Linked DNA regions of Gossypium arboreum: region 2 is linked to region 1. The links are chromatin contacts, called in public Hi-C maps. All regions are on one chromosome and are shown on one strand. The core of a region is the stretch at or near the end of the contact, and the rest is flanking DNA. Distances in the headings are between cores, read along the strand shown. Region 1 holds the start of LOC108486630. Region 2 holds the start of LOC108485540.

Region 1 (3,296 bases), core at 435-2,934:
CCCATTTGTCATTCCATCCATGAACAAAGTCAAGTAAAAGCACAACTTGAATCAAAAGAAACAGTCCTGAGCCGAACTTTGATATCGTCTCTGCAAATGCAAGATTTAAGTTTCAGACGAAGTCAAACTAGAAGTGATTTTAGACAATTTATTATTTCCTCTAATCATTGGAAAATGCTCCATAAGAAATCTCCTAAAGCATGTAACGACTTTCAAAATATGGCATTCTTAATTTAGTAGAACGATACACAAGCAGTGTTGCTTACCATAAAAGCTGATAATCTCATTAGGAACAAAAAACATCAAAATAACTAAAATGAACCAGCAGATAATTTTCATCATCCATCCACCATGGTGCAAACCATCACGAGGATCTCTCTGATTTTTAACACCAATCATTAAAAATGATAGGATAGTGAAAAAGAGAAAATTTCCCAAGCTGACCCTCAGCACCGCATCTGTTTCAAACCATTCCCTGTTGGGTGTTTTGTGAAATTGATTGATCCCTGTATAAATAACAATATTATATTCACTAAATCAGCAAATCAAGTATATCAGGACATAGACAACAAGTTCAGTTATACCTCTCAAGACCAAGTTTACTTTTCCCCATCAAGAAATATGTAAAACATTATAAACATGAAATGTGTGCCACATACAAATAACTAATGGCAAAATAACATGGGGCAGCACGGTCCAGGAGAAATGAGGTGCAAGTACCAGTTATCCAACACTCAAAATAAATATATATATACAGTTCATCCAGGAAACAGTTTTGATTCAATATACTGAACATGGTGAATAGAAATATACCCAGATTCATATGGAAATCAGAGCTTTCTTCAGATTCATGTGGTGAATAGTTAATTAAGAGAGCATGTTTAAAATGCATTTAGCTCCGTGTAAGACAATGCTAATGCAACAAAGCCTAAAGAATTTGACTTATCCGCCCATTGAAGAGGTTATTGATTGGATACTATTTACCATATTGCAGCAACATTCACTCAGTGCAACAGTTACCAAGATATGTGTAATGGAATCTTAAAACAAACAAATTATGCTCCGAATAATTAATAATATAAAGATCTAGAACACACTCAGCAATAACCAAAATAAAATAAAATAAAAGAGGCAAAACCGAACGAAACTTACAAGGCAGCTGCTCCATGAGAGGGGCGGCAACCTCACGTAGGATCCACGAAACAAACAGAGAAAGGGCAAATAGTCCACAATAGGCTATCCTTGCAGACCTCCGGCTTATCCCCGAAACCACCGTGCGGCACGCATCGCAGGCGCACGCCGCACAGCACGATGCAAGGCATGAAGCAGCCCACATCTTCACCACAACAAGATAGATTAACCCGCCGAACCCTAAAACCTTTATTACTTTGATCAAAACTAAAATTAAATGAATAGATTCTGTACAAGACCCTAACTGTTGAGAATTGAATCGGAAGAGCCCTCAAAAAGGAAAAATAATAATTGAGCAAATATGTGTTACCTGAGAAATTGAAGGAGAAAAAGTTAGGCGAAGGCGATGATTCGAAACACAACAAACCCAAAAGAGGAATCGGAATTGCTTTCTCAGTCAGACTCTTAAATTCCTAAAATCATATACGGCTGTTAGATATTGCACTTCTCCTAATTTCCTTATCACAACCGTTTGTTTACCTTGATGACGACTTAGATTGTCTTTTGTTAATAATTTGGGTAATCTGCACTAGTAGTCACTCAACTATTAGTAAATTCATTTTTAATACCCAATTATAAAAAGTTATAAAATAACCACTCAACTATTAATAATATGAAAAGTTACAAAATATCAATCCAACCATTCAATTTTGTCTTTTTTGGTCACCACATGACTAAGCAGTTTGTAAAATTGATATAATAGTAACTTTAACCCTCAATATTTATATATTATATCAATTTAGTCTTAACTCTAGAAAATCTAACCTTCAACATTTTTTCAATTCAACTTTTCTTTGTGACCATTTCACCTAAAAAGATAAAAAAAAATTATCAACTAAATTTTATTGAAAATATATTAAAATGAAAACACCCAAAAATCTAAGACAATAATTTCTATCTTTTCTCGTCCTTTTAAAATTAACCTTTAATGTCAAAAAGAAAATAAAAACTGCAAAAAATTAGACTAAATTACACAATATGAATGTTAAAGGTTAAAGTTGCTATTATGTTAATTTTAAAAGGTGCCACCATTAGTTAGCCGTTGACAAAAAAAAAAGAAGAAGACAAGATTGACTAGTTAGCTGACCATTTTATGTAACTTTTCATAGTTAGGTGACCAAAAAAAAGAAATTTATTAATAGTTGGGTAAAAATTAACTTTTTGTGCTTTGGTGGCCAAAAAAATTTACTAATAGTTGGGCGACTACTAGTTAATTTACACTAAAAAATTTTATATTTGGTGTTGTGGTTAAAATTAGGTAATGTTTAGAAATTTAATTAGTTGGAAAGTGATTTTAACTTTTAGTTTGTCAATATTTATTTACTTTCTTTTGAATTTCATTCCTTCAAGTTACTTTCCTATAAAATGGCAGGGTAAACTATACAATAGGTCACTCAACTATTGCCTATTTTCTTTGTTGGTCATACAACTATCAATTTTTTTAATTTAGTCCCCAACTATTGCCCTTTTTATTTTTTGGTCACCAACTACCATTTTTTTTTAATTTGGTCACCCAACTAATTGAGATTGTTGTTTTTTTTTGTCCATTTTATGTTAAATGTGTTAAATCTTTTACGGGAGAGTGATGTGACAATTAAAAAAGCAGTATAATAACAAATTTAGGCCTCAACTTTTACATATTATATCAATTTAGTCATAATTTAAAAAAATTAACCCAATTTACAAATGATCTCAATTTGATCTTCAAAATTTACCTTTCTCTTTCCCTTCCCCACTGCCACTACCATCATTCGCACTGCCACTAAGATGATGGTAAAACGCAAAACAAAAGCATTAAAAGAATTAGCAACAACTAAATCAACTTGAAACTGGTTTTAGCAATGGAATAGAGGACATCATTGAGGGCAATGTAATGGTGGTTATGGCAATTGCAACGACTACGACTATTGTGCACCATCAAATCAGGATCCAAACACGTATATTGCAATTGTCGTTACTAATTCTTCTTAAGAGGGGTGTTTAACAATCATCAATGGCTTGTAATTTGGAGCAATTTGCAACAAAGAGATTTTTTTTTTTTATAATTGCAACAATGAAGAAAATAAGAAAATTGATAAAAGAAGAATTTAGAAAAAAAAAGATAG
Region 2 (3,296 bases), core at 395-2,894, 140 kb after region 1:
TATCGACTCACGTCGAATGCTAAGCCTTAAGAAATATAATAATTTTAATTATATTTTCACCAAATGATTTAAAAATATAATATATAAAATTTATCTTTAAATGCTATTATACCAAAAGTGTGAGACATCAAAAGCTAACAAAAATTAATAGTTTAAGTATCCCATTTAACCACAAAAAGTTGAGTTCTTAAGTGAGAAAACTGATACAGTTTGAAAGCCAATTTTGTATTTAAGCCTAAAACAACATTTTATCAAAATAAAGTTAAAAATCCAAAACCTAAAATTAATAACAAAAAAATTAAGAACATAATTGAATTAAATTACCATAGAATTGTATGAAAAATCTAAAAGACTCAATTGAACTCAGTCATATGAAACTCTTTGAAATAATGTATTTCTAGAAATAAAATGTAATAAAAAGAATTATCTTGAATATAAATATGCAAGAGGTCCCAATATTATAAAATTAGGGATAATTTAGTCACTCTTAAAATGAAGAAAGCAATTTAGTCCTTTATACCATTCAAAAGTGACTAGACAAACAAAATTGAGATTGCATAAATTATTTGGTTAAAATATGCCATAAGTTTTCATATTTTTAAAGAAATTAGAATTTAATCTTTGTACTTTTATTTTTAGGAATTTAGTTTCTTTACTTTTCAAATTTCAAAATCAATTTCCAACTATTATCACTGTTATTTTTTTGTTTAATTTATTGGTATGACATTTTAAAATAAAAATTACATTATAATTAATCTAAATTCAACAAAACAAATTTAATAGTGTAAACAGTTAAATCTGAATTTTGAAATCTAAAAATAAAGGAACTAAATTCTGAAAATAAAAGTACAAAGACTAAATTCCATATTTTCAAAAAACATATTTTAACTTAACTATTTTCGTTAATACATGACATATTTTTATCCAAAAATTTCAAAAATAATAAAGAAGTTGTACAATATTTTAAAAATTCAAAACAATTAAATTCTTTTTCAAAAAGTAAAAAATTACAAAAGAATCTTAAAATTCTAATATTTTATAAAGAGAATCTAAAATTAATAGAAATTTCAAAGTTATGAAAATTGAAAAAATAAATAAAAATTTTGAAAAATAGATATTTAATATTTTAAATAATTTTTAATTTTGCTAGAAACTATTTGAATATTATATAATTTTTATATTTTATACGTTTTTGGATAAATTTTGTAAAATTTTGAAATTTTTAAGAATTTTTCCCCAAAACATTGGAATTTTCATTAGTTTTTATTTTTGTTTTTAAATTTTTCTATAATAGTTTAGAATCTTTTAAGAACTTTAGAATTTGTTTGTAATTTTTGGAAGTTTGATTAATTTTAATTTTTTTATGATTTTTGTAAAACCTTTTGAAACATAACACGTTGAATGCATCAAAGAAAATAACTAATCCTAATTTTAATTTTTTTACTAACTTCAAATAATATATGAAAATAAATTACATTGTTGAGAGAGAAATTAAATTATTCATAACCTTAAAGTATAGGGAGTTCTGGGTATTTATACCAATATAAATTTCCCAGATTCAGCCGCAAAAACACCCCACGATCCATAAAAAGGTGGATGGCGGTATGGTCAAGGCCATTGTCGTAATTTCATAATCACAAGCGCCTAGTATATAAAGAGAACGGAACGCGTGATTCCAACGTCTTCGAAAAAGAAGAAGAAAAAAAGAGCGAATGAGTTTTGGCGTTTTAAACTCGATTCTGTGACTCAAGGGTTAACTTGGAGGCGGCCATTGCTCCGTCTAAGCATGGTACCGTAATATTTCATCCCTTTCCTGTTTTTATTTATTTAGCTTTTGTTTCAGTAAATTTCTTTTGTTGAAAACTATGGGGGGATTTTTTACTTGTTTGTTTGATTAAAATACCCTTAGATGGAGAAAAACAGGGGATCTATGTCTTCCATTGTAGACAAACATGGAGTTTTATCTAAACGTAAGTTGCGTTCTGAATCTGCTGATGATGATTTATCTGATATCAATGACGCCGAGGTAAGTACATCACGGTTTTTTTTCTTAAAAAAATTATTTTAAATTTTAGCTAATAAATGCATTGTAGATTACTGGTTATCTTAACAACAAAAAGGAGATGCTTTTCAAGAAGTTCATTTGGGAAGCCATGAATAAAGATTATCAAAAGGTATTTTAGTTCTTCTCTCTTTTTTGTATTTTTTTTCAAAATTCAAATTACAGTTATGGCAATGTCTTTGGGTTTATATTACATTTGTTTAGAACTCGAAAAAAGAGAGGAGGGAAGTGGTAGAGAAAAAGGAAACTGATTACTTGTCTGAATACTTGGTCTTGGAGTGTAGGGAATGAGATAATGAATCTAGTTTGAATGTCGGATTGTGTTGTAGAATTTAAGCAATAAGTTGGCGGAGTGAGCCGTGGAGTCAGCTGGTGATCTCTCACTGAAAATTATCAATGAAGCTTGTAAGCAGTGTGCTGAAGGTATTTATTGTTATCCCTTAACGGTTAAGTTCATAAAAAGAATAGAGAATCTTTAAACCAAAGTAATTAGGTGAGTTTAGTTGTAAAGTAATTGTTTTGGATACTGTTGTTCTTGTGTATTGCCTGGTTTAGAGGCATAAAATAAGTAATCTTTATCTTCCGAGTGAAACTATGAACTAGTGGAGTTTTATGAATTGGTCTGATTGCTAATTTGTCACTGCAATTTTCCATAAAACTAAATTGGCTACCAAGAGGTCCATTAAATTTGAACTTAAATTTAGCTTTTTTATGCACTTTCTGCCAAGAAAAGATATACGTCTAGGTTCTGAGTGAATTATGATCAATGGGGATGAAGAATTATTAAGCAGAGAGGAAATATAACAAGGCATAAATGATGAGAGGAAGTATTTGGTTCATTCTATCTATGAGTATTGTCAATGGGGAATATAAAATACTTCTTATGGTCTAAGCTGCACAAATTCTTAGCAGTCATGCCAACTGCTAATTCTTCATCTCTTCTGATGGAGTCCAACATTAGAAGTGCTTAATTGGCGTTTTCATATTTGTTTAACATTCATATAACCACTTTCACACGCTTTCCCTTATTTCTCTATGAATGTTCCAGACTGATATTTGTCCATGTATAGAACTACATTTAACTATACTTTTATCATTCGTTATTTTCTCAAAGTGCTACTAAACCATGCATTTCGTTTGTCATCCTGCTTGAACTGTTCAATCACTTGAATACACTTCATTGTACACTAGAAACTTGTGTCACAAGTATTGCTTTTTACATTCTTTATTACAC

The links. A called contact is a pair of places that touch in the nucleus more often than the background predicts.
Region 2: a contact with region 1 is called in a Hi-C map of leaf, with 2.1 times the contacts expected there. The contact joins the promoter of LOC108485540 here to the promoter of LOC108486630 in region 1. A contact is called at or near these places in 2 of 5 Hi-C or Micro-C datasets (both in leaf).

Annotation. Positions count from the first base shown.
Region 1 is chr6:18,388,483-18,391,778 of ASM2569848v2, forward strand. It overlaps LOC108486630, which reads right to left and starts at 1,685. Exons shown (of 7, transcript XM_053029746.1): 1 at 1,502-1,685; 2 at 1,153-1,398; 3 at 267-506; 4 at 1-90. The coding sequence starts at 1,336.
Region 2 is chr6:18,533,158-18,536,453 of ASM2569848v2, forward strand. It overlaps LOC108485540, which reads left to right and starts at 1,645. Exons shown (of 5, transcript XM_053029468.1): 1 at 1,645-1,789; 2 at 1,910-2,026; 3 at 2,094-2,174. The coding sequence starts at 1,787.